Regions from separate parts of the Gossypium hirsutum genome. Here all the other regions are linked to region 1. Evidence: chromatin contacts called from public Hi-C data. All regions are on one chromosome and are shown on one strand. The core of a region is the stretch at or near the end of the contact, and the rest is flanking DNA. Distances in the headings are between cores, read along the strand shown. Region 1 has its middle 26 kb from the start of LOC107920320. Region 2 has its middle 5.9 kb from the start of LOC107920813. Region 3 holds the start of LOC107920147 (protein AUXIN RESPONSE 4).

Evidence for each region. Hi-C and Micro-C count contacts between places; a contact is called where the count stands out from the background.
Region 2: a Hi-C map of leaf shows a contact between it and region 1, with 1.6 times the contacts expected there. The contact joins two enhancer-like sites. A contact is called at or near these places in 5 of 34 Hi-C or Micro-C datasets (hypocotyl and leaf).
Region 3: a Hi-C map of leaf shows a contact between it and region 1, with 2.0 times the contacts expected there. The contact joins the promoter of LOC107920147 here to the enhancer-like site in region 1. A contact is called at or near these places in 3 of 34 Hi-C or Micro-C datasets (leaf and petal).

Annotation. Positions count from the first base shown.
Region 1 is chrD13:38,075,067-38,078,833 of Gossypium_hirsutum_v2.1, forward strand. No RefSeq gene overlaps it. Among protein-coding and RNA genes, the nearest start is that of LOC107920320, 26 kb to the right of the region's middle. Within about 2 kb of position 2,010, at least 9 of the 9 cell types and tissues checked have an H3K27ac peak or open chromatin away from gene starts, as enhancers often do. A contact at or near this core is called in hypocotyl and leaf, where this site is marked.
Region 2 is chrD13:37,860,857-37,865,134 of Gossypium_hirsutum_v2.1, forward strand. No RefSeq gene overlaps it. Among protein-coding and RNA genes, the nearest start is that of LOC107920813, 5.9 kb to the left of the region's middle. Within about 2 kb of position 2,280, at least 3 of the 9 cell types and tissues checked have an H3K27ac peak or open chromatin away from gene starts, as enhancers often do. A contact at or near this core is called in hypocotyl and leaf, where this site is marked.
Region 3 is chrD13:37,819,675-37,823,559 of Gossypium_hirsutum_v2.1, forward strand. LOC107920147 (protein AUXIN RESPONSE 4) reads left to right here and starts at 1,683. Exons shown (of 3, transcript XM_016849684.2): 1 at 1,683-2,216; 2 at 2,219-3,096. The coding sequence starts at 1,898.

The DNA of each region.
Region 1 (3,767 bases), core at 760-3,259:
CGATTCAGAGATAAAGATGATAATACGCATAGGGGTGTGCATTCGGTTAACCGACCCGAAATAGTTATAACCGAATTAACCCACTTTCCAAAATTTTTAACCGTTAACCGAACCAAATTTTTTTAAAAAAAATTAACCTAACCGAAATTTTTTCGGTTAATTAGGTCGGTTAACCGAATTAACCAAAAATTTTATGGTTTTTATTTTTAGTTAAAAATTAACCGAATTACCCGAATTACCCGAATTGAATCACTATATAATTAAAAATATTACATAATTCTTTGAATCACTACATAATTAAAAACATTACATAATTCTTGAAATTAACACATAGTTGAAATGTAAGTCTTTAATATTCTCCATTTATATCCATTTCTTCTCTCCAAAAAATCTCCATTTGCATTAAACCTAAAAAAAACATGTGTAATTGGGTAGATACTTAAGAGTTAGACTTTAGTTTTATTTTTATTGGGTTGGTAATTGGGTAGACTTTAGTTTTAGTTTTAGTTTTATTGGGTTGGGTGATTGGGTAGACTTTAGTTTTAGCTTTATTGGGTTGGGTAATTGGGTTAGGTTGGATAATTTTATTTATTAATTTTTTCGGTTAACCGAAAAAATTCAGTTAACCGACCGGTTTCGAACCGAATTAACTGTTAACCGAAAAATCATAAAAAAATTAACCGACCCCCGACCAAAAAAATTCGGTTAACCGACCGATTAACCGAATTTGGTCGGTTAACTAGATTTTTTCGGTTTTACCCGAATTATGAACACCCCTAAATACACATAGTGATGTGATGATCGATCTGTCTATTAATCAACCAACCTTTTGGAAGGATAAGCTAGTAGGCCATTCTTCCAAGTCTGTCTACAAAGAATTGGACGAAAAGGAAGATTTTGATATTTTGGAAGGGGATATTCAGAAATCCTTTGTGAATGGAGTTCCTTTTATCTCTTTCTCGGACAGGATTCATCAAATCCTCATTCAGGGTATGGATAATACAATAGTTTTAAAACTTTTGGGTCGTAACATTGGTTTTTTGGTTTTGCATAATAAAATTCATAGTTTGTGGAAGCCTTCGGCACTTTTGCATATGATGGATATTGAAAATGGGTATTTCCTAGTCAAATTTCAGAACAAGTTAGATTGTGAGAAGGCTCTATCTGAAGGTCCTTGGACCATATTTGGTCAATACTTGATTGTACAACCTTGGACGGTGGCATTTGACCCTTCCCAAGCTTATCTGAATGTGGTTATGGCATGGATCAGGATCCCTAGTCTACTTGGATATCTGTATAAACATAAAATTTTGGCTAGGATAGGAGAAATGGTTGGAAAGGTTGTCAAGTTAGATATGAACATAGATAGTAGGATGGGAGGTTGTTTTGCTCGGTTGGTGGTCTATGTTAATTTGGAGAGGCCATTGGTTTCCCAAATTTTAATCAATGGGCGTCCACAAAGAGTGGAGTACGAATCTCTACAGACAATTTGCTTTCACTGTGAGAGGTATGGTCATGTGAAGGATAATTGCTCCTTTAGGAGTGCTAGAATCAACGTGGAAAAGGAAACAGCTTCGCTTGAAATGATACCGGAGAATCACAACTTGGTCGAGGATGGAAAAGTAGAGAAAGACGAAAATTACAGGTCGTGGATGACCGTAGAAAGGAGACCAAGGTAAAAAATCAAGGATAATGTGTAGCACTCTTATGGAAATTAGGAGAGGGAGAAGGAAGGTTCTCATTTTAATCAAGAATTAACTAGAAGATATATAGCAGATGATAGACACAATAAAGGGAAGAAATTCTCATTGAAAATCAACAAAGTAAGGAAAGTTGCTATTACTATAACGGTCGGCTGGAAATGGATTCAAAGAACAAAGGAAAGTCTAGAGAGTTAGGCCCTAAAAATGAACTAGATTCGATTATTAAAGGATCTGATAAAGCTGGGCCGAGTGTGGGTCTAGCTTGGTTAATAAAAGTCAGGTAGAGAGTCTTATTCCAACTAAAGAAAGACCTAACAGTTTGGGCCTTGGTGGCTCTTCATCTGCTTAGGCTCGATCCTTGTTGGACCAATTAAGGTAAGGAACGGTGGCCTAAAATCTGCTTGCTGGCACAACCAACAGCACTGGAAACCTGACAACAGCAGGAGATTCGTATGGCCAAGAAATTGGGGGTTCGCTCCTTAACAATGATAGGCCTTCGGTGAACCTTTTCGCACCTATTTCATCTATGGAAGGACGCTCAACTGACAAACTGGTGGTGGAGTAGGGGAGCCTCGACTCTGACAAACACTCGGTGTTGGTCTTTCCAGAAAATTAAAAAAATGACAATACCTCTCCTTCTTTAAAGACTGATTTGATCTTGAATCTGGTGGTGTTTTCCGGTCAAGGAAGAGGTGTTAAATCTAGAGGCAGGTGTATCACAAAAAAGTTAAATAAAGTGCATTCTAGTAGCAGCAACCGTTTCAAAACCAATGGTAGCCAACATGTGTTGCTAAAAGATTTTATGGTTCAATTGGTTGAAAGTATTTCAACTTTAACCAACGACAAACCTGGTTTAGAAGGACCTTCCAGAGGTGAAGCACAACAGAAGGGAGGTGAACTCCCTGAACAGTAAAGATGGGATTCTCTTCTATCTTATGTTTATGTTCTTATTTTATACTTAGTGTTTGATCTATTTTATTTTTTTAAGATTTTTATTTTATATTATTTTATAATTGACATGAATTCAAATTTGAAAATATTTACTTAGAACTGTCAAGGGTGTGCTAGCAGGAATTTTATCTGAGTTTTTCAAGAATACAATTTGGAGCACCATGACATCATTTGCTTATTAGAACCAAGAGTGAGTGGTAAAAAAACAAATTATATTATTGATCAATTGGGTTTTAATGTTTCTCATCGGGTTGAGGCTATTGGATTTTCAAGTGGTATCTGGGTGGGTTGGAAAGATTCTGTACGGATTCAAATCCTTCAAAATCACCCTCAATTTATTCTTCTTCGTGTTAATGACCATGTTCCCAATAACTCATTTCTTATTTCCTTTGTTTATGGCAGTCCAGACAGGTCAAAACGGAAGCTCCTTTGGGATGGATTAATATCTACAATGCCTCTTCAATCGACCCATTGGTTATTAATGGGAGATTTTAATGTCATATTATCACTAGAGGATAAGCGAAGCCCTTTTACCATGGGTAAGAGAAGTGATTTATTTGGTAATTTGGTTGATTCTTGTGAGTTACAGAATTTGGGATATTGCGGTCCTTCTTTCACTTGGCAGAGAGGTGGTACTTTTTTCAGATTAGATCGAGCTTTAGCTAATGATGTATGGATGTCATCTTTTCCACAGTGTTTAGTCTCCCATCTCCCACGCATTAAATCTGACCATCGACCTCTTCTACTATCTACAAGACCGGACGTGAACTTGGTTAAAGGAAGACCTTTCAAATTTTTAGCAAGATGGATTAAGCATAATAATTTTCCCACCTTTGTGAAAGAAGAATGGAACTTTGCGGGCAATATAGTGGTTTCTTTGAATAATTTTACCTCATATATCAAAGATTGGACCAAGAACGTCTATGGTTTTTTAGGTTCCCGTAAGTGACACCTCATGAGATCGCTCAATTCATTTAGCTAAGTAAGAAATAGAAGTTCGGGATGAGTTGGAAAACGTGCTTAACCATGAAGATTTACTTTGTAGACAAAAAACTCGGTGTGGCTGGCTTCAATTGAGGGATAGAAACACTAAATTTTTTTATAGTCACACGA
Region 2 (4,278 bases), core at 1,030-3,529, 210 kb before region 1:
AAGACTAAGATCAACTAACTCTAGGTTGATTAATTGATTTTCTTCTAATTAAAAATCCTATTATCGCATTAATTCGATCTATGGATTCCCCTACTAGATTTGACTGTAATCTGATAGATTTATATCATCCTATTTCTAGGATTGCATGCAACTCCACTCAATTATGATAGATCAACTCTTAAACAGGGTCTATTTCTCCTCTAATTTAAGGACATCAAACATGGATTAATAATCCAGAAATATCAAACCAAGAATTAAGCACACATAATTGAGAACAAGATGCAAGTATTTATTGCGCAAAAATAGAAATCAAATAATAGAATCCATCCTGGGGTTCATTTCCTTAGGTATTTGGAAAATTAGTTCATGATAGCAAATAAAAACATTTCAAAGATAGTATAACCACAAGAAACAAAGAAATTCATGATAAACTTCAAAGAAATCAAAAGGAGATCTTCAATCTTGATGGAAATTTGCTTTAGAGTCGGCTCCAATGGTGTTTTTCGAGTTGTTTTCTTGAGTATTTTATGACTACTCTCTCCTCTCTTCTTATCTTTGTCATATATAGGTCTTAGAATGTTGGAAAACCTAAAAATTGCATTTTTTTTCGTGTGCTTGGAGTGCAAATCGTGATTTTGACACGGTCTGGCACATGGCCGTGTTGCAGCCCGTATGGCTCACACGGTCGTGTGCCCAGTCCGTGTGGCCCCTATACCTTGCTTCGATTTTCTGATTTTTGCTCATTTTTCGTTCCTTTTGCTCCCAAATGCTCTCCTAAGTATAGAAACATGAATTTAAAGGATTAAGAGCATAAAATTCACCATTTTACATCGATTAATCATCCAAAAATTCATTAAGAATGAGGCTCAAACATGTTACTTTTAGCATTTATCATCCGTTTCAAACCCTCGGTTTATTTACAACACACAAGGATAATCTTATAAATCAAGGCACGACCACTCTCAATTTTCAAAAACTGATTCTTTTAACCCGATTTTGAGGTGTAACAATTTTGACCACTACCATTATCTCTGCAAAAAAAAAATTCACTTCAACCAATAAAAGCCTACCATATGTCATTTTTTTTACCTACATCATCATTTACATGAAATTAAAAATATATATTAAAAATAATTTTTTTTCATTCTCATTCTCTCTCTCCACTCTTCTAAATTGATATTTAACTATTAAATTTAAAATTATTACTATTAAAAATATCACGTATGAACTTTTAATTGGCGGAACAAAATTAAAATATATTTTAGATACTTAATTTGACAAAAAAAGTTAAATGCCTAACTCAAAAAATTGGTATAATTTCAACGCTTATTGAATTAAGCGTTATTATTATTAGATAAACCATATTGGCGTGAAATCTATAACTAAATTGACTATTAATTTATGTAAGATTTCTGTACACCCTTATTCTATGTGAAAAATTAAAAATAGAAAATATAAAAAAATATTTTTTTAAGAAAAAAATTGCATATCAAGTTGGTAGTTTTCATATGAAATAATTATAAATTTGAGAGATAATTACTAAAAAAATAAAATATTATGTTAAATAATATTTATACCATTTATATGTATGTTAAAATGAAATAAAATTGCTTTTATCATTCTAAATTAGTATCAATTCAGTTAGAAATTTTATAATAATATAAATATATATTAATTTTTATCCTCTATTATTATTATTATTATTATTATTATTATTATTTTAACAATCTTATTATAGGTTCTAATTATATATTTTTTTTGATACAATACTTAAATTTACCTATAGTCCCTCCCCAATTCATTACTAGTAGGATAATGCGCTTCAACATACTCGAACCCACGTCCTCCTACATTGACAATAATACTTATATCAATCGAGTTAAGATTTAACCGGCATCATCTATTACTTTTTTATAGGTGATGAGCTTAAAGATAATTTTTATTCCTCTATTAGCTTATATTTTATTGAGTTTTTATTAGTTAATTTATACATCTCGTTTAATAAATCTAAAGTTTAAAATTCAAAAAAGAAAAAAGAAAGTTTGAAAAATTATGATTTTTTTGGTGAATTGAAAAATTATAATTTATTTTAGATTGAGTGATGCAAAAGTAATATTTTATTTTGGTCAAAGTGGTGACCAATTATGAAAAACCGATGGTACGCCACGACACGAATTTTGGTATCTCTTTCAATCCAATAAGCATCATATTGAATCAACAAGCACATGGGCTGCTTCATTACACAGCAAGCAAAAAAGTTGAAAGTGTCGCTAAACCAGCTTTTCATCTTCAATAATGGCTTCCATGGGTCCTAGCTTTTCATCTTCAATAATGGCTTCCATGGGTCCTCACTTTAGTCTTTGCTTTCGTTACTTCTTAATCTTAGGTTCAGTTTATTTGCCGAGAAAATAATTTAGTTTTTTGGAAAAGTTAATATTTTTTTTGTATTTGGATGAATTTGTGTAAAATATTTTCTATTGTTTGACAGATTTCCTTAAAATATTTTATTAAAGTTGTTTTCAATGAAACAAACATACATTTAAAATTTTTTTTATCTTTTTATTATTTAATTGAGTCTACTAATACCAATGTAAACATATTAATCCTCTGCCATAACTATTCTCACTTTTCTGCTTAATATAGAAAGTGCTAAGAGACACTATACCAAACAGGCTTTTAGCGGCGTTTGTACAAAAAACGCCGCTAAAAATCGAGCATTACCAGCGCTTTCCCAAAAACGCCGCTAAAGATCGAGTATTAGCGGCGCTTATAGGAAAGCGCCGCTAAAAATGATCATTAGCAGCGTTTTTCTAAAAAACGCCGCAAAAAACCTAAGCCCAACGGCGTCGTTTTCAAACCTTGTGGGTCTTTAGCAGCGTTTTCCAAGAAGCGCCGCTAATGCGGAGACCTTTAGCGGTGTTTTTGGTAAAGCGCCGCAAAAACATATTATGTATTTTTTTTTACTTTTTAATTTGTTTGTTTATATTAATTAAAATTCAATATATTTTTAATTGAATATTTGTTAAAAATGGATAAATTTGAAATAATGAGACATTGAAATAATTTGAATTAAAAAACATAGCAAAATATTTGTTAAAAATGAAAAAATTAAAATACTATTAATTAAAAATATTCTAAATTTTTTTGGGTACATGACTGATTTCTTTTTAATTTATATATTAAATAATTTCATATATAATTGTAAAGGATACAATAGTAATAATTTTAAAATATTTATTTTGTATAATTATCATTATATATAGTTTAATATATACACGGTTTAGGGTATATGGTTAATTTAGTAGTTAAGGCCAGTTTAGGAGTTACAATTTTAAGGTTTATAGATTACGGAATATTTAGGGATTATATATGGATTAGATATTCTAGTTTAAGGGTTGTGATTTAAGGGTAATGGGGTATAGGGGTTATGGGTTAGAGGTTAAGAGCTAGTTAGGGATTTAATCGGTTTATGGTTCGGTGTTAGGTTAGGGTTTAGGGTCTAGATTAATTAGTGTGTTTTATTTTATATATTAAATAAGGTTCAGGGGTTAGGGGTTAGAGGTTAGGGGCTGAGGGTTATGAGTTTAGGGTTTTAAGGTTCAGGGTTAAGGGTTTAGGATTTAGGGGTTAAGGGTCGGGTTAGAGTATAGTATTTGATTTAATTTCTGTTTTTAAAATTATATATATTAAATAATAAGGATTAGTAGTTAGTGGTTAGTGGTTAATTGGGGTAATTAGGGTTATGAGTTTGGGATTAGAGGTTTAGAGTTAGAGATTTAGGGTTTAGAGATTTGGGGTCGAGTTAGGGTTTAAGGTTTAGGGTAATTAGTATTTTTTTAATTTATATATTAAATAATTTTTATATAAGTGTGAAAGATATAAAAAAATTATAAACATTATTAATTTTTATATAAGTTTTCATACTAATTGAATATAAAAAATTGAGATTTGGCGGCGTTTATAGCAAAAAACGCCGTTAATATACATTCGAATTTTTGTAAACGGTGCCGTTTCATTAGAATAATTGAATTTTATAGTGGCGTTTAAGCCAAAAAACGCCGCAAATTTATATTCTAAATTTTCTATACGGCATCGTTTAATTTGAGGAATAAACATTTTATACCGGCGTTTTTCGAAAAAACGCCGGAAATATGATTTTAAATATGTCAAAACGATGCCGTTTACGTAAAGAATAATATATTTTTGTGGCGTTTTACTGAAAGCGCCGCAAGTATTTTTGACATTTTAAAAACAATAAAAAAATATAAATCTAAGCCT
Region 3 (3,885 bases), core at 433-2,932, 260 kb before region 1:
CCATGTCTATCCCAAACACGACTAAACATAAATCTACAGACTTCTAATTTCCAATCGCAAGAAAAAAAAAAGAAAAAAAATAATTTTTGGGTAAGTGAAAATGCATCCTACAGGGAGTGTTTTCACTGTCACATCAGTGAAAACGCACCACATAGGATGCGTTTTCAGGAGAGAGACTGAAAATGCATCCTGCATAGCGTGTTTTCACTGATGTGGCAGTGAAAACACTCCCTATAGGACACATTTTCCTTTTTCCCTCCAAAAACAACATAGATTGGTAAATTTGTAGAATTTTAGCATAGTTTCTAAAATAATTTTTTCAACGTATTTTTATAAATTAACCCTACATTAAATGATAAGTAGCTCATTATCTATTCATCATTTTCCTCACTTTTTCATAGAAAAAGTGATATATATTATTATTTTTATTATGAATTAACAAATGTGTTTTCAAAATTAAGTCAGTGAAAATATTAAATTTCAATTGATTTAATTTTTTCAATAGATTACCAAAAAGGGTTTAAAATTTTTAAATTTATTGATTTAGCGTTATTAAGTTTTTTCTTCAAATATTTTAAATCAAAATTGTTTAGTAAAATTCAATAAGTAAAAGTAAAGTGGTAAAATTCACTATAAAATTAAAATATGGTGATAAATTTACTTTTAATTCAAAAGTACAATAACAAAGGTTAGCCAAAATAAAGTATGATGGTGGTAAATTTACACGTATTCCTAATTTTACATAATTTTATTTTTATAAATTTATAAATTTCTAAATTTCTAAAATTTTAAATATTTTTTATTTTTTATATTTTCCTACTTTTAAAAGATTTTTTTTATTTTTAAAAGGTTTAATGCTATAAAAGTCACTAGAAGTATTTAAAAAAAAACAATCAATTAACCTCCTCTCAACTTTTTGCATTCAATTAAATCAATTATTTCATTGGTGTTGACCATTAATTCCTAACCGAATCATAAACATGACCGTTAATAATTATCACGCCAACACAACCATTAAAGTGACTAATGTGACAATATCACATGAGCAAAACAAAAAAATTCTAAAATGTAAAAGAATATTATAAATTTATTTTCAAAATCAAGTTCAGAGTGAACTTAGACAAATTATTATAAATGAATTTAGATATCTATTTATCTAGAATCATTCTAAAATTCTAAAAATTAAAAAATAAAAAATTATTAAAAATTTTATAACTTATTATCAAGATTTATAAAAATTATAAAATTCAGTAAAAATTTATAAAGAATTATAAAATAATTAAAATTATAAAATAAAAAAACCTTTGACAATTTAAAAATTATAAAAAAAATCATCAATTTTTATGACATGGTAATACCACGTCAATATCTATCGGCTGACATGGATCACCACATTAGCATTTGTTGACTAACGTGGTGGCTATTAGCGACAACATTTGTGATGCTGTTAGAAATTAACAATGAATAGTAATTAAAGGAATGATTTAAATAATTTTATTAACTCTAAAGATTCAATTTTGTGTAAAAAATTTGAAGAAATATAAGTGATTTTTTTTTTAAATTCTTTGAAACACCATTTATACGATTAAAGGTTGATGAAATGTGCATAATAAGCTTAATGTCCATATCATCCAGAATTGCAAAAAATTGATGAAAAGTGAAATTCAAATATGAAATCGGAAAAAGAAAAATAGGTACAGAATTGAAGATTGAAAGCAGGCATAAAATGTTAAATTAAACCCAAAAAAGTTGAAACAGAATTGCTTTATTAAAGTGGACATCCGATTGATCTCAAATCTCAAAATTTGCCTTTTTCTACGGTTTAAAGTGGGTTGTGCTACAAAGATTATTAGATTAGATCTCGAAGTTGAAGTTTGCAGTCGATGCTTGTACTCTAATGGCGATCATAACAGAAGAGGTAGAGCCCGAATCACCCAAAACGAGAGTAGACAAGAAAACTCCCCCAAAACCTACTTTTAATCCTAACCCAGTCTCCTCAAAATCCGACCCTAATTCCCAAACTCAAAATCCTTTTGCCTTCTGGTTCTATTTCACCCTCACCATCGCTCTCATCACTTTCCTCTTCGTCTCCTTTTCATCTTTGTCCCCACAAGACCCCAAATCCTGGTTCCTTTCTTTGCCCAACTCCCTCCGTCAACACTACTCAAATGGTAGAATCATTAAGGTTCAGACATCTCCAAACCAATCGCCAATTGAGGTTTTGTTTCTGAAAATGGTCAGTTTTCTTCATCTGAGAATGTTTTGGTCGTTCATGGGCTGGGGCTGAGTTCTTATTCTTATAGAGAAATGATAAGGGCTTTAGGCTCAAAAGGAGTTCGTGTTATAGCCATTGATTTGCCTGGAAATGGGTTTTCTGAAAAATCTAGGTTAGAGATCGAAGAAGGAACAAATGGCATTTTAGCGAGGTTTAAGGAAGTTTATAGTTTGATTCAAGACAAGGGTTTGTTTTGGGCTTTCGATCAAATGGTTGAAACTGGTGAACTACCTTATGAGGAGATAAAATCTAGAGTTTTGGTTAAAAAGAGTGTTAAGGTTATTGCAATTGGAAGTGAAGAAATGGGGATGGTTCTGGGGCAGGTTATAGGAACAATGAGATTAGCTCCTTTGCATTTAGTTTTACATGATTCTGCTGTTCTTATGGCTGCGAATTGGATTGCTGAGAGTTCAGGATTCATTAGAAGCATAACTCTTATCGATGCTGGACTAAAACCAGCTTTACCTACGTGGGTTTTGAACATACCTGTGGTTAATGAGATTGTGTTGAGGTTTTCATTTGTGTATGCAAGGTTGATAAACTTGTGTTGCTCAAAGAGGATTGATTGGTCGGAGTTGGAGGCACATAGATTACTTTTAAAGGGATGGGATGCGAGAAAAGCCGTTGTGGGGATAGAGAAAAAGCTGAATTATAGTTTTAATATAGAGGAATGGGGAGGTTTGGATGGTATAAAAGGCATGCCAATGCAGGTACTTTGGTCTAATGATTGGTCTGGCGAATGGAGTAAAGAGGGTCGACAAATTGCTGAGGCACTTCCTGGGGCAAAATTTGTCACTCATTCCGGGGGCCGATGGCCTGAGGTAAGGGTTCATTGACTCTTCCAACATATTAGTTTCTGTTGTTCTTGTTTTACATTATTACATAATTAAATTTCCTAGTAGAATTATCAAGTAGCTGCTTTTGGATGTTTTTAGGTATGCTCTTGACCAAGTTTGTGATTGGTTCTGAATTGTTTGTATAAAAAAAGTCAGATGTTAAGTCATATTTCGAGTGGCCTCTGTTTTTTGCTCGCTTCTGTTCCAAAGATATGCAGCCATGTTATGTTGTTGGTTGATTCATGTGTTATTGATTGCTGTATGTCCTTAATAGATTGTTTTACTTTGTGGTATTTGCATGAATTTTGTTATGGGCTCTTTGTAGAGACCTTTTGAACCGATTTCTCTTTAGGTCATATTGATGCCATTCTCCCTTAATTTGCATGTCACTTGTTATTTTGTTAGCTGCATTCTTCTAAATTTTGTTTGTGGAATTTAAACCAAGAGCTATGTTGCTTCTATTCTTCATTTTACTTGAAGTACTGTGTTTGACATCCACGTCTGATACATTTTGTGGATGTGGATATGACGATATGACCTTTCAACGTTCCAAATGCTTGAAAAAACTAAGAATAAATTGAGTATACCATGTCGGACACATACCCGTATCCAATTGAGATGCCCAAGTATGAGTAAGATAGACCAGAGCATTCTTCCTACTTTTGTGTCTAACGTTTTGAAATCTTATTAGATTGTTAAAGAAATCTGTTTCTGATCATGTGTTCTAAACTTAACTAGGTTGCTAATCATGTCTTCCCAAATTAATAAGGTTGG